2 separate regions of the Pan troglodytes genome follow, and region 2 is linked to region 1. Evidence: chromatin contacts called from public Hi-C data. All regions are on one chromosome and are shown on one strand. Each heading gives the region's core, a stretch centred on a gene start, on an enhancer-like site or on the middle of the called end of the contact. The rest is flanking DNA. Distances are from core to core; before and after follow the strand shown. Region 1 holds the start of ADCY8 (adenylate cyclase 8). Region 2 has its middle 98 kb from the start of EFR3A.

Region 1 (5,055 bases), core at 1,434-3,933:
GGAGGAAGTTGTGTGCAAAAAGACACTGAACTGTTAAAACGCTGTCCTCAGATCACAGTAGAGACCCTGCCTTAATAAATATGCAGAGGATAAATGAAAGCATTATGAAAGATCTATCATAGCTTCAAAAGAATGTGTGGACTTCTCTTGATTTTTTCCCTTTCACTCTCTTTCTTTCTTTCTTTCTTTGACGGAGTTTCACTCTTGTCGCCCACGCTGGAGTGCAATGGCGTGATCTCGGTTCACTGCAACCTCTGCCTCCCGAGTTGAGGTGATTCTCTCACCTCAGCCTCCCGAGTAGCTGGGATTACAGGCATGCGCCACCACACCTAGCTAGTTTTTGTATTTTTAGGAGATAGGGGGTTTCACCATGTTGGCCAGGATGGTCTCATTCTCTTGACCTCGTGATCCGCCGGCCTCGGCCTCCCGAAGTGCTGGGATTACAGGCGTGAGCCACCGCCCCCAGCCGACTTCTCTTGTTTTAAGTGGTTCTTAATCATTTGGTGGTTTGCATATTCCAAAAAGCTTCTAAATATTTGTGTTGAACCAATGCTTTCATTCAAAAACAGAATGCTTCTTGGGCTGAATGGCACTATGTCATCCCAACAAGAAGAACATCGGAATCTAATTGTGTCATCCATGTTCTTATTTTAAAACAACCTACGGTAACACCCTTCCAGCCATGAAACGTTCAGTCAGTTGAACAGATGTGATGTGTTCTCCCTGATGCATTAGCTTCAACCTCTGAGTTCATGAAATTCTGAGTTTCTTTCTGTAGCATGCTGTGTTCATTCATCAGCCTGAGTCATTTTATCTGATTGGGTCCAATCTCCCCCTCCTTGGCCCGCCTCCTTTTGCTGCTGAATAAATCATCCTGGGAGCTGTCCAGGTTGGAGAAAGATTTTCGTAGGAAAGTTCCAACTGCATCCAGCCCCTCATTTATTCAGGCTGAGTCCTTAGGGCCCCAAGGAGAAAGAAGTGAGAAAATAAAGTGATGTCTTCCATTGCCAGGTTTGCTAATATGGTCATTAGCACAGATGCCTTCAGGCAATGCCCGCAGAGAGAGGACACAGCTACCCACACATTCTGGCATAGGGTCTATAGGACAGCCTTCCCAACTGTGCTCCGTCTGGGTTCCCATCTCAAGTTAAGAGACTCATTACCCACCCGAGTTCCAGTAGGGTGAGGCTGATGAGTCCAAGAAATTCAGGAAGGAAGAAGCAAGAAGCATTTCTTTGACAGGAATGTAATTGCAGGGGTTATTTCATTAAGGGCTAGATAACTGTAACACAGAGTTGTTTGAGGTACTTTTACCCTTAACTTCCAGCCCCATGGGATAGGCCAACTATTCTGGGAGATCTTTAACGTTAACAGATTAATTCATCTACAAGCAGAGTTAAAAATAGAATCAGCCGTCTATCTATTTAAAGTTGAGCGTTTCATTTTGGCTTTCTTGGGGGATGGTAGAATACAACTTAAAAGGATTGAAATTAAAGGAGTCTTTTCCAGGGAGTGAACGAAATTCTAGAAATCTACTGGTTAGGGATTGGGGGGAATATTAGAGGATTCTTTTCTCTTCCTTCTGGAATTCTGTGTGCAAGGCAGGTGGCCCGTTCTGGGTTTAACCCGAAGCCGAAATGCGTGGGGAGAAAAACAGGAATTAAAAAGCAAAGAATTAAACCCCGCGTTTCTGGGACACGGCCGACAGAAATAACCCTGGAGACAGTGTATGTGGTTGGGGGTGGGGGTATCGAAATTTATTTTTCCTTAGGACAGGCAGGAGGGAAGGGAGCTTCTCTTCTTGCTCAGGAGGGACTGAGGGGGCGGCAAGGCAAGGCGGTCATTTGGGCTTTCATGGGACGCCACGGGGAGCCGCGAACGCGCCCAGGGCCTGACGTCATTGGCCATCAGCTGACTGTGCTCTGGGCCCGGGCTCCACTGGCTGCAGCCGCAGTCTTGGTGGAGGAGGTGGTGACCACCACCGCTCCTCCACCTGCATCCGGCTGCGGGACTGCGGCGGCCGCGTTTGCCCTGCAGACCCTGCACCCCGGGACGCGGCTCATCTGTCATTAGCACCGGCACTAAGCTCCCACCGCTCAGCGACTTGGTCCGCCGCAAGCTCCGCCGCAGGCTTTGTCCGCTAGCGCTCGGCTGAGTCTGGGCGGGCGGGAAACCTGGGCTAGGGCGAGGCGGGGCCCCTGGACATGCCTTTCTCCACGTCCGCCTCCTCGACCCTATTGTAAGCGGAGAAACTTAGTGTGCGAGGCAGGCAGGGGACGTCCCCATTTTGATGTCCCGTACCCTCCACCCCCTTCGGATCGAGGTAGTAAAGAGGCTCCTGTAGGAAACTGACTGTCTCTATGATTGCGGCCTCTTGGGGGATTTTGCGTTTAGCCCGAAAGTTGGCTTTGCCAAAAGACGCACGGGTAGGAAGGGCGAAAAGGAAACCCTGTATTCCGTCGCGCTGGGCTCTCCGAGTCCGTGCGCAAAGCGGCCTACGAGTCCTGGCTCCGCACCTGCAGAGGACAAGAGCCAATGCCTAAAAAAGAACAGCGGAGGAACCGGCTGGCGCGGCCAGCTGGAACGCTGGATCGCAGTGCGCCCAGGGAAGGCCGGGGGCGCCCGCCGGCCCTAGCCCTCAGTGGTCCTCTCCCACGCCGGCCCGCGCGTGCCTCTGCCTACAAGACCTGGGGCGTCCTGGCCAGATCTGGGTGGCAGGTCCCTCCGCCACCCCCGGCCCGGTTCCGGGGGCGTGGCTTGGCGCGGGGGCGGGTTTAAGTCACCGCGGGTGTCTGACCACTCTGACAGGTCTCCAAATTTCTCCCAGTCGCCTGGCGCCCGCGGTGCGTTTCAGAGCTCCAGGGTGGCACGCGGCGGCGCTTCCCTGGATCCAGAGGCGTCTCTGTCGACTTCCACGCGGCCTCGGGCCTCCCTTCTCCTCCAAACCTTCGCCTCATCCGCCAAGCTTCGGTTCTCAGCCTCAGATATCCGCACCGGCGGCTTCTCTTCGTTCTCGGAGCTCTTGGCTTTGGAGCCCTCACCACTTTTTCCTTCCCCCGCCTCTCCTGATCCTCCTAGCTCCGAGTCAAATGGACTCCAAAGAACGAAATAAAGGGGATGAGAACTGTGTGCTGCGACCCTTCGAAAGCACAGCTGAAAGCGTTGACCTCGTCTTATAGCTCAGGCTGGGACCCTGGGGCGAGAGTCCCCACACCCCCTCCGGGAGGGATGCTTCTGGCCAGAGCCAGCGCTGCGCTGTCAGTCCTTGCTCCCGAACTAGGAAAGAGCCTAGGAGGGAGCCTCAGCATACCCCTTCCTCCAAATTAACTATTTGGTGAATTGTTAGCGCCGAGGCTACCACCTCTCCAACCCTGTCGCGGGGCGCCCCGCCACCTCACCGTGACCCCCTCCTCCTCCTTCTTTGCCCCCGCCCCCAGCTCCGCCCCTGCTCCCCATCCCGGCGCAATGGAGTTCTCCGAAGGGCGATGATTCCAGCCACATCTGCTAACTTCGCACCCATCGCTGCCGCCGGTCACCGCCGGCCAGGCCCCCTGCAGCCGCGGAGCAGTGGGCGTCCAAAGCCCAGTGCAGCAGCCAGGACCCGCCCGACGCGCAGCAGAAGCACGGCGCCCAGGCGCTTAGGCGTCTCTTGGAGAGCAAAGGCTGCGCCAAAACGCTGAGCCTAGAATCAACCAAGGAGCCTGAGCCCAGGAAGGGGCTGCGTGGCTCAGAGCGCTGCGGCTCCTGAGGACAAATAGCCACTGCCGCTGCGTACCCAAGCTGGGCCGGCTGGCGGGAGAGCAGCACGCAAGGACGCCGAGGTCCGCCGCGATCTTCCAAGTGCCCTTTGCCCCTGGGCACAGTATGACCCGACCTACAGGGAGCCCTAGCGCAGGGCTCCTGCAACGGGGCAGCCTAGGATAAAAAGGATCGCTGCCAAGCTCCTACCAGGCCGCCTTTGAGTCTTTAGGAACCCCTCCTCCGGCTGCCTCCCCAAGGTTCTGCGCCTCCTTCCCTGCGGCCCAGAGCCATGGAGCTCTCCGATGTGCGCTGCCTTACAGGCAGCGAGGAACTCTACACCATCCACCCGACGCCCCCGGCCGGCGACGGCAGGAGCGCCTCCCGGCCGCAGCGGCTGCTGTGGCAGACGGCGGTGCGACACATCACGGAGCAGCGCTTCATTCACGGGCACCGGGGAGGCAGCGGCAGCGGGAGTGGAGGCTCGGGCAAAGCCTCGGACCCTGCGGGCGGCGGCCCCAACCACCACGCGCCGCAGCTGTCAGGCGACTCGGCGCTGCCCCTCTACTCGCTGGGCCCAGGAGAGCGAGCGCACAGCACCTGCGGCACCAAAGTCTTCCCGGAACGCAGCGGGAGCGGCAGTGCCAGCGGCAGCGGAGGCGGGGGCGACCTGGGCTTCCTGCACCTTGACTGTGCCCCTAGCAACTCGGATTTCTTTCTTAATGGGGGCTATAGCTACCGAGGGGTCATTTTCCCCACCCTGCGCAACTCCTTCAAATCTCGGGATTTGGAACGCCTCTACCAGCGCTATTTCTTGGGCCAAAGGCGCAAATCGGAAGTGGTGATGAACGTGCTGGACGTGCTGACCAAACTCACTCTCTTGGTCCTACACTTGAGCCTGGCCTCGGCCCCCATGGACCCGCTCAAGGGCATCCTGCTGGGCTTCTTCACCGGCATTGAGGTAGTGATCTGCGCCCTGGTGGTGGTCAGGAAGGACACCACCTCCCACACGTACCTGCAGTACAGCGGCGTGGTCACCTGGGTGGCCATGACCACCCAGATCCTGGCAGCAGGCCTCGGCTACGGGCTCCTGGGCGACGGCATAGGCTACGTGCTCTTCACGCTCTTCGCCACCTACAGTATGCTGCCGCTGCCGCTCACCTGGGCCATCCTGGCCGGCCTGGGCACCTCGCTGCTGCAGGTCATCCTCCAAGTGGTCATACCCCGGCTGGCGGTCATTTCCATCAACCAGGTAACTCCTGCCTGCCTTGCATTTGTTTCCCCTCTAACTTCCCCGGGTTATTAATCATATAGCTT
Region 2 (5,590 bases), core at 2,951-5,450, 770 kb before region 1:
AGAAAAAGAAATATATATATTAATGAAAAACAAGCTATTTCACTCAAATTGCAGTTTATGAGCAAAAGCAACAGAATAGCATTTAGTCTTCCAATTGCACAAAGCTTGTAACTTTCAGGACTAAATCTGAGGGAGCTAAAGTCAGCAGTGATGCCTGGACATGGAAGCAGGGAAAGAGGGCCAGGGCAGCAGCAGAAATGAATGGGAACATGGACCCAGCTGTACCCTGCTCCTACTGGCTAAGGAGATATGTTGATCAACCCATGAGGGCAGACCAGCAGCCAGTTGATACCACACTCACATGGCACTGATGTCTGTAAGTTATTTGCAATTTATTGAGCATATTCAGTATGTTCAGGCTTACGGTTACAACTCACCCTATAAGCAAATTAGTTTATAGTGGTTTCTTTATGTGACCATGAGCTTAAAGAACTCCTTCGGTGTCAACTGATGCTGAGATCAATTCCATACAGCATATCAGGGGACCCTGTTCAGATATCTCATGATGAGCCGGGACTCAAAATAAGTGGCAGAAAGGAATGAATATATGTTGAGTGTGTACTCCACACCATCTCATTTATTCGTTAGAGTATAGCAAAGTATTACTGTTCTCATTTTCACACAGGAGACTTAAGACTTGCAAAGATGAGTTCACTTGCCCAAACCATAAAGTTCATTAGCAATGATTCCAGGATGTGAACAGAATCATATCTAACTTCACAACTCATGCCCTTCAACTAAACCCCACAGGAGATCTACCAGTGCCCACCTTGTACAACTTATATTCCCAGAATATTTGTTCACCAGTATTATGATCTCTTCATTAATTTCAGTGCACCCTGGACTATAGCTATACTTCAGATATAGCTATGGAGAATTTTTATATATTTCTTTGAGTCACTGCTTCTCAAACACAGCTCCCTCACTCTTGCAGCTGTGGCTTTGTTTAGGTAATAAGCCTGGTCACCATTTCCTCATCACTTATTTCTCTCTACTGATTTAAATCTTCAAAACTCAAATCATGGTCTCATGTGCTTTCCTTATGACTGCCCCACGACCTCAAGCCTTCCTGCATATTTTGCACCGGTTGGTAGTCCCAAGCATATATTTTTGCAACTAATTATGTCCTGCTTCAAAATATCCCCTAATTATTTACACTTGTAAGTTTCATCTCTTCAACTACATACATATGGATTCTGTGATATCCTTGTTGATTGCTCTTTAACAAATCCTGAGATAGTCCGGGATGTGGTTAAGAACATCATCTTTCTCTACCCTGCTTCTGCTTCTTTTTATCTCAGTGCGTGGCACTCCCAAACTCTGGTTGCCAAAGTAACAGCCAGAAGTCACCCTGGAGCCCTCCCATTTCCACGTGGGCCCACATTTAATCAGTTGCCAAGCCCCATCAGTTCTACCATCCTAGTACCTTTTATCCTTACTGCTGTTACTTAGATTTAGGTCACCATGATCGCTCACTGGACTGATGCAACAGCCTTCTAACTGGTTTTCCAGTTAGAAGAGAGCTATCTTGCTCTCTCCAATGTGTGTTTCATACTGCAGACAAATTGATATGTTTTATTTTTATAAAATGGAGATTTGATAATGTGTCTCCATCATTGGCTCCCATTGCCTTGGGATCACTGTCCTTAGAAGATCATTATCTTAAGGGATTTTCAGTGATGAAGATCACGAAGACCAGAAGGGAAGAGGCGGGAAACTTGCTGCCCAGGCTCCTAGGTCAAATGAGAATAGGCAAAGAAGACCTGCAGGTAACTGATTTTTAGTTCAGCTGGCATGTAGGAAGACCTCAGATACTGAAGGCAGAAGTTGCTTTCAGATGCAGTGGGTACATTTGGTAGGAGCTTCTGGGGTCCTCCCCTGGGGAAGTGAATGCAAGAGAAAAAGCATAAGAATACTGGGGTTTCCCTCAGACACCCTCACCTGGGCTGGCTTCATACTTTGCACTTGCTGTCCTTTCTGCCTTGGATTCCTTTTCCTCAACTAATTGCAGTATTGCATTCTCATTTCCTTATGAGAGACTATTTCTGACCATCTTATATGACACAACCAACCTCTCCAACATGAAACTCCCCATGCCTTTTGCCCTGCTTTGCTTTCTTGCCCTGCATTTATTCACTGTTTGTCATTCCATAGATTTATTTGTCATATCCCTTATTCTAGAATGGTCTGGAAGCTCCTACTCTGTGCTTTCAAATTTATCCTGTATTGTAAATGCTTGTTAATTTTCTGTCCCTCCCCATCACTCTAGACTGTGAGCTCTTAAGGGCAGGAACTTTACTTCTATAAAGGATATATTTCACTGCTATATCCTTTGGAGTATCTGTCATTACAATTGACCCTAGAACAACGCAGGAGTTAGGAGTGCTGACCCTCTCCACAGTCGAAAATTTGTATATAACTTTTTACTGTCCCCAAACTTAACTCCTACAAGCCTACGGTTGACTGGAAGCCTCACCACTAACATAAAGTTGTTTAACACACATTTTACATGTTATATGTATTGTATATTGCGTTCTTACAATAGAGTAAGCTAGAGAAAAGACAATGTTATTAAGAAAATCATAAGGAAGAGAAAATCTGTTTCCTATTCCTTAAGTGGAAGGGGATCATAATAAAGGTCTTCATCCTCATCATCTTCACATGAAGTGGGCTGAGGGGGAGGAGAAAGAGAAGGGGTTGATCCTGCTGTCTCAGGAGTGGCAGAGGTAAAGGAGGTAGAGTAGACAGAAGGGGAAGCGGGACAGGCAGGCACACGCTTGCTGTAACTTTTATTGAAAAAAATCTCTGTGTATAAGTGGACTTGTGCGATTCAGCCTGTGTTGTTCAAGGATCAACTGTACTTTAATTTCACAGGTGAGAAACGAAGGCAAGAGATAGAAAGATATAGCACTGGCCAAAGATGTGCATTAGTAAATGGCAGAAACATGATTAGTGCAGGCATTCCACTCACTCATTGATTTGCTGAACATTTAATTATTGATTACTCTTCCTATTATTTCAACAAATATTAATTGAAGGGCTTCTGTGCTCTATGACAAAGAATGAATGATACAGAGTCCCCATGATACACAACTCACAGTCTAATGGAAAGTAAATATGCATAAATAATTCCAGAACAGAGTGATGCTGGAAGCAGAGTAGGGACAGTACACCTCACCCTGTCAGCTGGGGGCAGGGTGGCCCATAAGGAAGGCTTTTCAGAAGATGTGACATCTACAAAGAACCCCCCAAAATTAGTGAGACTGAGTCAACCAATGAGTGAGGATGGGGGCCTTGGGCAGCATCAAGTGCAAAGTTCTCCTGGGCCCTGTGGGTCATATTAAGACATTGAGGCTGGGTGCATGGCCCACTCCTGTAATCCAAGCACTTTGGGTGGCTGAGGTGGGCAGATCACTTGAGGCCAAGAGTTTGAGACCAGTCTGGCCAACATGGTGAAACCCCGTCTCTACTAAAAATACAAAAAATAGCCGGGTATGGTGGCATGCGCCTGTAATCCCAGCTACTCAGGAGGCTGAGGCAGGAGAATCGCTTGAACCCAGGAGGTGGAGGTTGCAGTGAGCTGAGATCATGCCATTGCAATCCAGCCTGGGCGACAGAGCTAGACTCCGTCTCAAAAACAAAACAAAACAAAAGACATTGAGCACTGTCTTAACATCAAGGGGAAGCCAGTGAGAGCTGCAGAGATGAGTAGGCTGCCAACAGGAAAAGATAGGGGAAAACAGTGAGGGAGTGAGGCAGTGCATTCCTGGGAGAACAGCCCAGGAATCCCCCCAAGGCCAGACAGCGTTGGTGGATTACCATGACTGTGGGTTAGTAAACAGACATGAAACTGGACGCCTAGCTCAGGCACGCCATTGGGTATGGCTTCTGTCCTTTCCCTAGCCCTCTCCTTGTATGCATTGATCTGAAAAGTGGGATTCTGCTGAGATAACCAAATTTATGCGACAATTGTCAGCTTCACTTACGTTTTAGGGACAGAGAAGAGGGAGTGAGAGAGGGAAACGGCAGAATATTCCCAAGGTGATGTTTTGTTTGGCACCTTCCCATCCTCAACTGACTCCACCCCTGCTCTTGAGTCTGTTGTTCCTTCTGCTGCCCCACAGATAAAGACAGGTAAGTCATGCCAGTTTGATAAAGGAGGCAAGGCTTGTTTAGAGATGACCCTTTGAGGAGCTGGGAAAATGCCTCTGCTGTGCAGTAGGTGGCGCCCTTGCCTCTGTCTCAGAATTTCTGAGGTTGACAAACCCTTTGACAAATTTGTTTCTTTTCTGCTCTGGGGACCTCAGTCTCAGAAGTGAAGAATCGTAACCTATGGAAGGAGGAAGAAGGGGAAAGATGACTAGCAGGCGTTGAGATGCTTGTATGTGCCAGGCGTGTGCAAGGCACATCGGTATACAAAATCTTATTCAGTCCTCACAACTCTGCAGTCCCCCTCCACCTCCAACCCTGCCCCTCTCCCTCCCTCTTTTCCTAGTCCCTCCTCCTGCCATCTTGATTTTCCTCATTACCACTGAAGCCACCATCGACTGAGGACTTACTATGAGCCTGGCACCAGCCCGAGCCCTCTTATACACGATTTCATTTCATCTTTCCACTAAGCTTCTTTGTTGGGTTCTATCGTTGTCCTCCTTTTGCAAATGAGGAAATTGAGCCTTGGAGGGATGATGCAATTTTTCAAGAGTAATAAATGGTAGAATAAAAACTTGAGACTAATTCAGTCTTCCTCAACCATAAAGTACTGCGCTTTTCTGTTACATTGTGTTGTTTGATTTTTAAGGTTCATAGTTACAAACATAATCCCTCCTCCTCCATATTCAGCTAAGAACTTCTGACCTTTTTTCCACACCACAGTCTGAGCACTAGACACAGGATGTCAAAATGATCCCTCCCTACAGCACCACAGGTGTTCAAATCTGGATTCTTGAGACTGAGGAGATGGTGCCTCTGCTTTTACCCCCACTTCTGCTGCTCCACTCATTCCCAGTATTAGTGTGCATGTCTGTCTTTTGGTAGACTTTATGCTCATCTGTTATCCATTTATTTATTCAGCCCTTCATTCATTAATCACATCAGCTAACATTTAATGAACATATGCTATGTGCCAAGCTCTGTTCTAGAGGGGCACAGTTTAATAAAATAGAATCCCTGATCTCAAGGAGCTCACAGTCCAGTGGAAGAGACAGACCATTCAATCTGCCACTTATCACAGTGTGATAAGTGGTATGATATAGGGGATCATGTGGCACTGCGGGGCCCCCAGGAAGGGCAGCTCTTTTGTGCTCAACACAGTATATGGCCCTTGGCCGGATGTAGTGGCTCACACCTGTAATCCCAGCACTTTGGGAAGCTGAGGTGGGTGGACTGTTTGAGCCCAGGAGTCCAAGACTAGCCTGGGCAACATGGCAAAATACCATCTCTGCAAAAAGTACAAAAAATAGCTGGGGATGATGGCATGCTCTTGTAGTTTCAGCTACTTGGGAAACTGAGGTGGAAGGATCGCTTGAGCCCAGGAGGTTGAGGCTACAGTGAATCCTGATTGCACCACTGTGCTCCAGCCTGGGGGACAGGT

Evidence for each region. Hi-C and Micro-C count contacts between places; a contact is called where the count stands out from the background.
Region 2: a Hi-C map of induced pluripotent stem cells shows a contact between it and region 1, with 2.8 times the contacts expected there. The contact joins the enhancer-like site here to the promoter of ADCY8 in region 1. A contact is called at or near these places in 4 of 7 Hi-C or Micro-C datasets (blood, induced pluripotent stem cells and stem cell-derived neural progenitor cells), 1 of 1 datasets of contacts at active chromatin or transcription factors (stem cell-derived excitatory neurons) and 1 of 1 other capture datasets (stem cell-derived neural stem cells).

Annotation. Positions count from the first base shown.
Region 1 is chr7:141,293,319-141,298,373 of NHGRI_mPanTro3-v2.0_pri, reverse strand. ADCY8 (adenylate cyclase 8) reads left to right here and starts at 2,683. Exons shown (of 17, transcript XM_016959871.4): 1 at 2,683-4,990. The coding sequence starts at 4,031.
Region 2 is chr7:142,066,746-142,072,335 of NHGRI_mPanTro3-v2.0_pri, reverse strand. No RefSeq gene overlaps it. Among named protein-coding and RNA genes, the nearest start is that of EFR3A, 98 kb to the left of the region's middle. Within about 2 kb of position 4,200, at least 2 of the 24 cell types and tissues checked have an H3K27ac peak or open chromatin away from gene starts, as enhancers often do. A contact at or near this core is called in induced pluripotent stem cells, where this site is marked.